2 separate regions of the Sus scrofa genome follow, and region 1 is linked to region 2. The links are chromatin contacts, called in public HiChIP or PLAC-seq maps. All regions are on one chromosome and are shown on one strand. Each heading gives the region's core, a stretch centred on a gene start, on an enhancer-like site or on the middle of the called end of the contact. The rest is flanking DNA. Distances are from core to core; before and after follow the strand shown. Region 1 overlaps STRIP2 (striatin-interacting protein 2). Region 2 has its middle 32 kb from the start of ZC3HC1.

Region 1 (5,064 bases), core at 1,580-4,079, 460 kb after region 2:
AGTCTTAAAGATGCTCAGCTGGACTACAAAGGCCCTCTTGTTCTTCCTTTGGGAGGCAGGACCTGGAGGACACCTGAGACCAGAGGAGAAGCGCTCCTAGCTGCTCACCTGGTAGATATGGTTCAGTTTGAAGTGTTTGAGGAGGAGCAGGAGCAGGGCAGAGATACTCTTTACGATGATCTCCTTGTGCCTGTTCACATCAATGCCCAACTTCATGCTCTGGAGAACAGTGATGCTACAATGGAGGGAGGAAGGGTCAGTGCAGAGGGTGGCCTCACAGAGAGGCCTACGAGGACCCAGGTATTTGGGTCAGATACAATATACGCAAGGGAGCCAGAAGCTGAGAAACCTGAACTGTGCTGGGGAAACCTCCGGAGTTCCCACTTAGGAGTCTGTCTGGAAAAGGTGCTCTGATCTCTCTGTTTCTCTCCATTCTTTGGCAAGCTCATTGCTTGGCAATGTCCACCCACATACCTGTGTAGTCAGTCAATGGCACTGATGTTACCCTCCAGACTCTAAATTGTGAGTTAAAAAGAGCACAGCAGAGAGCGCTGCAGTGGAAAGAGGCTACTAGTGGCAGAGAAGAGGTCTTTTTGGAGATAATCCCTGTAAGTGTAAACAAGGTGAGACCCTGCAGACAAGACAGCTAGGATTTAGCAGCTGCCCCGGTTGAAGCACTCACGGCATCTCCTCAGGCAGGACATCTGCCAGGATATTGATAGAGTCAGTCTTAGCCTTGGAGGTGGGGGCTGCCGCCAGCAGAATCTTAAGTAGAGCAATCTGGGAAGAAGAAAATGAGGAAATCCATCCCTGTGCATCCCATTTAACAAAGCTATTCTTTTGCAACTCTCCTAGGGGAGAGGCCTTCTTCTAAGTTCTTCCCTCAATGACCCCAGCCTCCAGAGGACAAATAGGTACCCAGTCCTGATAGGCCTGCTTGTGAGGCTGAGGAGCCAGAAGAGAGCTTGTGGATTGTTCTGCTTCGAGTCTTTTCTTTCCAAAGAGGATGGAAAGAGGAGTTCCCATTGTGGCTCAGTAGGTTAAGGACCTGATGTTGTCTGTGAGGATGTGGGTTCAATCCCTGGCCTCGCTCAGTTGGTTAAGGATCTGGCGTTTCCACAAGCTGTGGTACGAATTGCAGATGTGGCTCGGATCCTGTGTTGCTGTGGCTGTGGTGTAGGCCTCAGCTGCAGCTCTGATTCAACCCCGAGCCTGGGAACTTCCATAGGCTGTGGGTGCGGCCCTAACAAGGAACCCCCCACTCCACCCAAAACCCAAAGAGGATAGAAGGAGCAGAGCAAGAGGGGCAGTGCCTAGAAAAGAGGTGGGAAGTATCAGCAAGATCTCACTCCTCCTCCCTTTTCCTTCTTCTGCTTCAGACCACCGGCATCCTTACCATCACAGTCTGAAGCCACCTAGCACATGAGAGACCACAGTCGCCCTGAGAGGACTAAGGGCACTTATTTAGGAGAAGCCCCCCCCCCGATGCATCCAGCACTGATCCCACCTCATCCTCCACCCCTCCGAAAGGACTTGGGAGTATAGCCGAGTCCTCCTACCTCTGAGAGAAGCCCTGAGGAAAGCTCAAAATTCTAATGTGTTAGAGAATGCCTTGCCTAAAGGGTGAAGGTTCAGGAAACAAGCTCCAATGACAGATGGCTCAGCTTGAAATGGCTCTCTGTTAGGGCAGTTAAGGCAGCTCTGGCCTGGTCATCTCCTTACCATGTACTGGGGGAGGCTATACAGCATGCCCTGGTAGAGGATTTCACACGGCGTCTCTGGTACCACCTCTTCCCCCTATGGTAAGAAACACACAGTTTGTGCAGGCCATTTCCCACTTGACCAAAACTTAATGTTTCTGGGAGCTGGGAGTCAGATCTGGGTTCCCATCCTAGCTGTGTTAATGATTCATTGACCTTGGGTATGCTGCTTTCCCTCTCTAAGACTTAATTTCCTCTTCAGAGGATCAGTGGGCTGGCCTAGATGACCTCCGAGGGCTCTTCCAGCCCTGAGAATTTATGATTTTGGTTTTTCCACTATATGGAACCAATCCAGAATTCTTTCTATGTCACTTGCTAGATCAGGAGTCAGAACATCCACTGAGGAGTCGGCTCGGACCACTGCTTTGCTAGACATAGAGGGGCTCGACTCAGGCCACACTGGAACCAACACCACACAGAGGCACCTTCTACAGTGTCAATGTGAGGCCCTCTGAGAGCTCTGGGATGCTCCGAAGCCAGGAAGGAGAAGTATGTGACTCAATAGAGAGGGTCAGAGGGGCATTGGGTAACCCACGGCGTGGTGAGGGAGGAAGGCGTATTAGCAGGGAAGATTTTAGCTGGAAACGATTTTTCTTTCCTTCTCCATTACCCCCTACAACATCCCTTCCTCCTTTCTGACCAGCCCCCTCATATGCAACTCTGTCCTTTAATGACCCCATCTCACCCTTATCAGAGGGGAGACAGGGCCTCTGGTGCTCCAGAAGCTACCCAGGCCACTGTCATCTTTGGCCAAGGCAGTCTTTCCTCCCCCCAGATCCTGCTATTACTCAGCAAGGATCACTGCCATGAGACGCTGAAGCAGGGAGCAGTAACCAGACCCTTCTATCCCACACAACTCAACTCCTGCTTAAATGGACATAAATCTTAATAACGCCAGCAATCCTGCTCTCTAAAAGACCCATTTCATACCTTCTGCCCTCTCTTCAAACAATCCCTTCATCCCACAGCCCCTCAACAGTTACTGACCCTGCCTCTCACTATATGGACAAAACAGAAGCAATCAGACAGGCTCAGCCTCATCTTTTCAACATCAAATCTACCTTCCTTTTTTTTGGCCACGCCCACAGCATATAGAGGTTCCCGGGTCAAGGGCTGAGTCCAAGCTGCAGCGTCAAGCTATGCTACAGTTGAAGCAACTCCAGATCCTTAACCCGCTATGTCAGAGCGGGAACTCCTCTACCTTCCTTCTTGACATGAAGAATCAACTGCCTGTGCTCCTATCAAAGGCCAACGCTCCACTGGATCTCACACCCTTGCTTTTTCAGTTCTACAATTATCTCCTTTCTTCTGGATCATCCTTTTTTAGGACATAAACATATTCCAGTATCGCCTAGCTATAAAATGTTCCCTTGACCCCACACTCCTACAGGTCCATCCCATTTCTATCTTCCCTTTCATAACAAGACTTCTATGTGGTTTGTCTATGGGGACCACGTCTCCCTCCTGTTTTTACATTCCATTCTCGCCATACTCCAACGAGGCTTCTAGCTCCACCACTTCACTTGAGGTTCTTTTTTTTTTTTTTTTTGGCTGTGCCCATAGCATGTGCCAAGTTCCCCAGCCAGGGATCGAACCCGCACCAAAGCAGTGACCTGAGCCACAGCAGTGACAATGCCAGATCTTAACTTGCTGAGCTGCAAGAGAACTTCCACTTGAGGTGGTTCTTATCAAGGTTATCGCCAGGTCGCCAAGTCAGTGGGCACCTCAGGTCTTATCCTGCTCCATTTATCAGCACCATTTGACACAGCTGATCACACTCTTCTGAAAGACTTTCTTATTTTTATGGTATCACAGTCTCCTGAATTTCCTTATTTTTCTTTTTCTTTTCTGGCTCCTTTCCTGACTCCTCCCACCCTCAACATAGTGGTGTGCCCCAGGGCTTTGTCCTGGGGTCCATTCTCTTCTCTATCTCTATTCCCTCCTCAGCCACCTTTACGGCTTTTAACATTGTCTATGAGTCACCAGTTCCCAAATTTATTTCTCTAAGCCAGTCCTCTCTAGAACTCTAGATCCTTACATCTAATTGCTTGGCATGGGTATCTAATGGGTATCTAAAAGTTACTACAACCAAAACAGAACCATTGATAGAACAGAACTCATTTTGACAAATGGTACTTATTCCTGATTGCCCTTTTGTCTCTCTATCCACATCCAGTTGAACTGCAGCTCTTGTCAGCTATACCTCCAAAATATAACCCAAATTCATCCACTTTCCCCTGCCCCCACAATTACTACGTGGTCTAAAACACTGTCATCTCTCACCTTGACTATTGTAAGAGCTTCCTAACTTCCTTGCTTCCACTGTTTCCTAGCCCAGCTTTTACAAACAGCCAATCTTTTTTTCTTTTCTTTTCTTTTTCTTTTTCTTTTTTTTTTTTTTTGGTCTTTTTGTCTTTTTAGGGCTGCACGCATGGCATATGGAGGTTTCCAGGCTGAGTCAAATCAGAGCTACAGCTGCTGGCCTACGCCGCAGCCACAGCAATGCCAGATCTGAGCTGCGTTTGTGACCTACACCACAGCTCACGACAATGCCGGATCCTCAACCCACTGAGCAAGGCCAGGGATGGAACCCGAAACCTCATGGTTCCTAGTCAGATATGTTTCCGCTGCACCATGATGGGAACTCCCAATCATATTTTTAAAAATAAATCAGATCATGTCACTCCCTGTTTAAAATCTCCAAAGGCTCACCTTTGTACTTGACCTTGAGCTCTCTATCTTTTCTTACACATCCTGTGTAAAGTGGCCCCAGGCCATCTCTCTGAATCCCAGGCCCCAAACCCTCCTCCTTCTCCCTGCACTTCAGCCACACCAGCCTTCATTCACCATCTAAGACTCTGAGCTTGCTGTCACCTTGTTACTGAGGCTGTCCCTTCTGCCTGGAGTGTTCTTTCCTCTCATGTTCTCACGGCTAGCTCCTCCTATAACTCGGATCTTGGTTAGCCGTCACCCTCTCAGAAGTCTACACACCCCCACCGCCAATCTAAAGTAGTCTACTACGTTATATGTCATCTTACTTAAATTTTCTTTGCCATATCTATCCTTCTCTGAAAGTCTTCCTGTCTCCTTAATTATTTATTACCCCTTTTCCCAAGTTTAACATATTGTGAAAGTAGAGACTTTGCTTTGCCCAGCCTGAGTTAAGAGTCCAACAGCATACACTTAGTCCATGACAGCACCGCAGACAGATTTCCTCCTGTGCAGCGCCCCCTGACTCACCAAAGACATGGGGCACTTCTCCAGCTCCTCCTCATTCTTGATCTGAACATCTGCGATGGAGATA
Region 2 (4,439 bases), core at 185-2,684:
TAATACATTAACAAGGAAAGAAATGGCCACTTCGTGCCACCAACCTTTTGTACAGAGCTGGACCACAACTTGCTCTCTGTCCCCTTCATCCTCCCAGTCTAGGTTTGGGCTTCATCATTCATCATCCTTTTTCCTTCTGTTGCCATATCTAGGTAGGTCTTTGCTATGAGGTCTTCCACCTGTGCCATGGTCTTGTTTTTCCATGAGTTTGAGTTGTGCCTTCTTTAATATGGGAAGAAAATAGATGTGAAAGCAGATATGAGAGCTTTCTTCTGTAGATCCAAAGAAATTATGTCAAGTGAGAGACAATGTGTCAGATATGAAGTGACTAGGAAATCTCCCCTCCCTAATTATCTCGTCACATGAGAAAAGAGCTGGTGTTTCTAGCTAAATTGAGTCAGGATCAAGTATGCTGAGCAGTAATGCAGCAGTACCTTGTAGTGCCACTAGGTGATGCTCATGCTCCACCTGACTTCCTCACTGCCTGGAACTGCAGAGGCAAGACACCCGGCCTCCGCACTTTATTGTTAATCATTAGCAGATCAGCAGTTGCAGAGAGTAGAGCACTTTATTTTCTTTTCCTTTTAGGGCTGCATCTGTGGATATGGAAGTTCTTGGACCAGAGGTCCAATCGGACCTGCAGCTGCTGCCTATGCCACAGCCACAGCACCACCAGATCCAAGCCAGGTCTGTGACCTACACCATAGCTCAGGGCAATGCCAGATCCTTAACCCACTGAGCAAGGCCAGGGATCGAACCTGCATCCTCATGGATACTAGTCAGGTTTGGTATTGCTGAGCCACAAGAGGGACTCTAGAACTTTTTCAAGTGACTTATTCTCTCTTTTTTTTAAATTTTTTTATTATTCAATGAATTTATTACATTTATAGTCATACAATGATTATCACAACTTATTCTCATTTTCAACATCAATCCTACTTTGTCTTTATTTTGTTACAGGTCTTCTCCTAACAAACTTCCTTGAAGGCTGAAGCTGCCTTGTTTTTCAACATAGGCTTATAACAGTGATAGAAAAAGAGACAGACTGAAAGCACTGAAAAGGTAGGGGCAGAGACATAAAGGGAGAGAATGGGGCCACAGAAGGAAAAAAAGTTCAAGGTCAGGGTTAGGACCTTGGGTCCAGGATTAAGGAAACAAGTAGCAAGGAGAAGAAGCCTACTGCAAGAGGAGACCCAGGAGAAGATGAGTCATTGGCAGGTGCACTGGCTCATGGGAGGCAGCCCTCCTGAGGTGGCAACCTTGTGTCCCATCGCAATGCTGGCACTCTGGGCTGGGTCACCCCAGGGTCAAAGTTAGGCAAGCCACTAATGAAGCTTTGAAGACATGTTCATAGAAGCATGGCCAGAGTGGGTGTGCCACCAAGGCCACAGAGCAGCCCCAACACAGCAGATGACCCTTCCTCGTGAGGACTCCAAAGTCTGACTAATGCTAATTAACCCTGACTCACTGTAGCGCTGAGCACAGCAGGGTCATTGTCTCCACTGAATCGAGCAGGGAAATGGAGGTGTGGAGTGGGGAAGCAGCTTTGCTCCATCAGTGGCACCAGGCTGTGAGTCTATCACCACCCTCCTCAAATGCCTGTGACGCTGCCATTGCTAATCGGGAGCAAGCGCTTCCTACAGAACGGTCCAGAGGAGGAGAGAGGAACCTTAGTGCCGTCTTCACGGGCAGCAGAGCCCTAGAACGCCACAGTGTTATGTGCATCAACGAGTTGCAAAGACTCCTTGGCTTAACCCCCCACTTCCACTGTGAGGCATCTGGAGGCCAGCGGGCGGGAGAGGGAGCCCAGGTCACACCGTGGGTGTTGTGGCTGTGCCAGGCCAGAAATGCTGGGGTCCCCTGCTTGGGCCTCTTCCACTACAGCGCCACGGACTGACAGCAGAAGAGGCAGCGACGTGGTGGGTAGGAGCACTGCGGCTCCAGATCCGGCAGCCTGGGTTCAAATCCTGGATTTCCAGGTTACTCGCTGTGTGCTTCTGAGCCAGCAACTCCATGTCTCAGTTTCTTCCATCTGTGAAAAGGTGATAATGCTGGTAGTTCTGTCCTAGGGATGTTTGAGGATTAAGTGAGATACGTGAAGTGTTTAGAACAGCTGACAGGTAGTAAGTGCTCAGTAAATACTAGCTATGTTTTTAGTACCTTTTTGTAAATGGCTGCACCTGTGGCATATGCAAGTTCCCAGGCCAGGGATTGAATCTGCGTTGCAATGCCAGATCCTTTAACCCACTGAGCCAGGCCAGGGGTAGAACCTGCACCTCCACAGCCACCCCAGCTGCTGCAGTTGGATTCTTAACCCCTTGTGCCTCCTAAAAGGAGCAGGAACTCCTTCCTAGTATTATTGAAATAAGGCAGGTATGACGGTCCTAAGCTGCACACCTGGCCACTCAGCTACCATATTGGCTTCAGTTCAGTGATCTCTCTGGCCAATTTCTTCAGTTTGCCTTGTGTTTATTCCCTGAAGGAAAAGAGCATCAGGGATGGACAAGACAGGTGTTGGGGTCAGGAGGAAGAGGCACTTCCATCTCTGCACCACACTGTCCTTGCTCCGAGTAGGGACCTTTTTTAGCCCAGCAGCCTCTGTGACATCATCAGACAATGCAGGTGCTGGTGACTCAACTCCAAGCCCAGCTCTAGAAGCATCCGGAAGCATCTGGGGCAAGAAGACATAGACCAAGAAAACCACATTCCTGCCGATCTTCTCGGGTCCTGGCTCTGAGCCTGGCAAGCCCACTCTCAGAAGGTGATGGTACAGTGACGACAGGAGAGTTAATTACAGTCCTCACCTGCTGGGGTGAGAATACTGGCTTGTTTGTCCAGCACAGCTTACCTGAATCATCCAGCCGGCAGCCACCTGGGCCTGGAGCTGGACCAGCAGGCTGCCAGGAGGCTGGAACATCTTCTGCCTGCTGCACTCACGAGTGCCAGCACTTTCTGCTGCTTCTCCCTTCAGAAAGCAAGACAAAGCAGTTTGACCCCGGAGACATAGCTCCAAAGTGAGTGAAAAGCCTGGCGGGGGCTTGACAACAGGCCCAAGGCCCCAGGGCCCATTCTGGGATGAGCAGAACCAGAGCTGAGGCCTCAGAGCCTTTGGAAAACATTTCCAGGAATCAGAGGTGAAGCCAAGGAGGAAAGACTGGATGGGGCGGCAGCTTCCTCTTCCCCTCCACGCCACCCCCCACACCACTGAGCCACCTCTGCACCCCCTGGCCCCCAGGGGGCCCCAGGCAGTCTTGCCAAGCCCAGCATTCCCCAGGCCAACCCTGCAGATCAGCAGTGATATGGGTCAACTCCCACTAGCTCCATCTGGGGTTTTTCCAGAGTAAAATGAGGAAGAAAAAAGGGACTCTGTTTCACAGACACACAAAGGTAACTGCGATATAATTAGAAAACACCTTTTCAAAAAATACAGTAAATGTTGAAGGAAGGTCCTGACCGTTCTCTCTCCGACTCCATGGTGAGGGCGACCAGCAGGACGTGCCAGAGGAGAAAGGGTGAGGGCCCTTCTGCACGACCCGGAGGAAGACGTTTTCAGCCTTGAGGTGATTTCCACGGCAGGGACCATCCGTGGCCCAGCTGGGGAAGGGGGTCCTGAGGAGGAGGCCAGGTCAGCACACCTGCGGGTGGGACGGGGAGTCAGGAAACGGCCCAGAGTGCGGCTCTCCTCCAGGAAGGAGCTAAAGGGCCCCTAAAACGAAGTACCGGCCAAGAGGCCAGCTTCCCCGGGCCTGCGGGACGGAGATGGGGATGGCGCCAGGCCCGCTCCCACTGCTGTGCTGTGGCTGGGCTCCCTCACCTTGCAGCCCCCCTTTCACACACCGCCCCCCAGCAACTGGCGCCTTGGGGGTGGCACCCCTGCAGTGCAATCCAAGCCCCTGTAAAGCCTCAGCGTCTCATGTGGTCCGCGGCCCTCTGCTTTCCAGTCCGGGAAGTGAGGCTCCCTGAGGGGAGGGCGAGGCGGCAGGGAGGGGAGGACCTAGTTCTGGCCCGGCTGCCTGGAACATGACCTCAGCCTCCTGATGACTGGCTTTCCGGTTAACCTGCCAACCCAGGGCGAATCCCAGCCCCGACCTTTGCCACAGCCTTATAAAGGCTATTGGGGCCTTGCTGGGAAAGCCGAGTGGAAGCTGCATGAACTAGCCTCTCTGAACTCGCCTCAAGTTACAAGAAAGTCATGAAGGTCAACTCCAATCCGAAGACAAGGATCCCCACCTTTCAAAGAGAGAAATGTCAGACAATGTGAGCTCAGCTTTCAAACACTGCACCTGCCTTGTCAGTTTGCTCTGGACGGAGACAGTGAAGGTTGCGGCGGTAAGCAAATCCTAGAACCCAGGAATGAGAGGGAGGAGAGGCCAGCTTCCTGAAGGGAAAGGAGCACGCACGGTCTTGTGACGCGATGGGATCACCTGCGAGAGCTCACA

What was found. HiChIP or PLAC-seq counts read pairs in DNA pulled down with a chosen protein or histone mark.
Region 1: an H3K27ac HiChIP or PLAC-seq map of alveolar macrophages shows a contact between it and region 2. The contact joins two enhancer-like sites. A contact is called at or near these places in 4 of 47 Hi-C or Micro-C datasets (embryonic fibroblasts, epiblast stem cells, retroperitoneal adipose tissue and 1 more) and 2 of 2 datasets of contacts at active chromatin or transcription factors (alveolar macrophages and skeletal muscle).

Annotation. Positions count from the first base shown.
Region 1 is chr18:19,227,257-19,232,320 of Sscrofa11.1, forward strand. STRIP2 (striatin-interacting protein 2) reads right to left here. Exons shown (of 21, transcript XM_003134694.6): 13 at 5,001-5,064; 14 at 1,723-1,797; 15 at 683-780; 16 at 109-235. Among named protein-coding and RNA genes, the nearest start is that of STRIP2, 26 kb to the right of the region's middle. Within about 2 kb of position 2,830, at least 2 of the 83 cell types and tissues checked have an H3K27ac peak or open chromatin away from gene starts, as enhancers often do. A contact at or near this core is called in alveolar macrophages, where this site is marked.
Region 2 is chr18:18,770,832-18,775,270 of Sscrofa11.1, forward strand. No RefSeq gene overlaps it. Among named protein-coding and RNA genes, the nearest start is that of ZC3HC1, 32 kb to the left of the region's middle. Within about 2 kb of position 1,435, at least 16 of the 83 cell types and tissues checked have an H3K27ac peak or open chromatin away from gene starts, as enhancers often do. A contact at or near this core is called in alveolar macrophages, where this site is marked.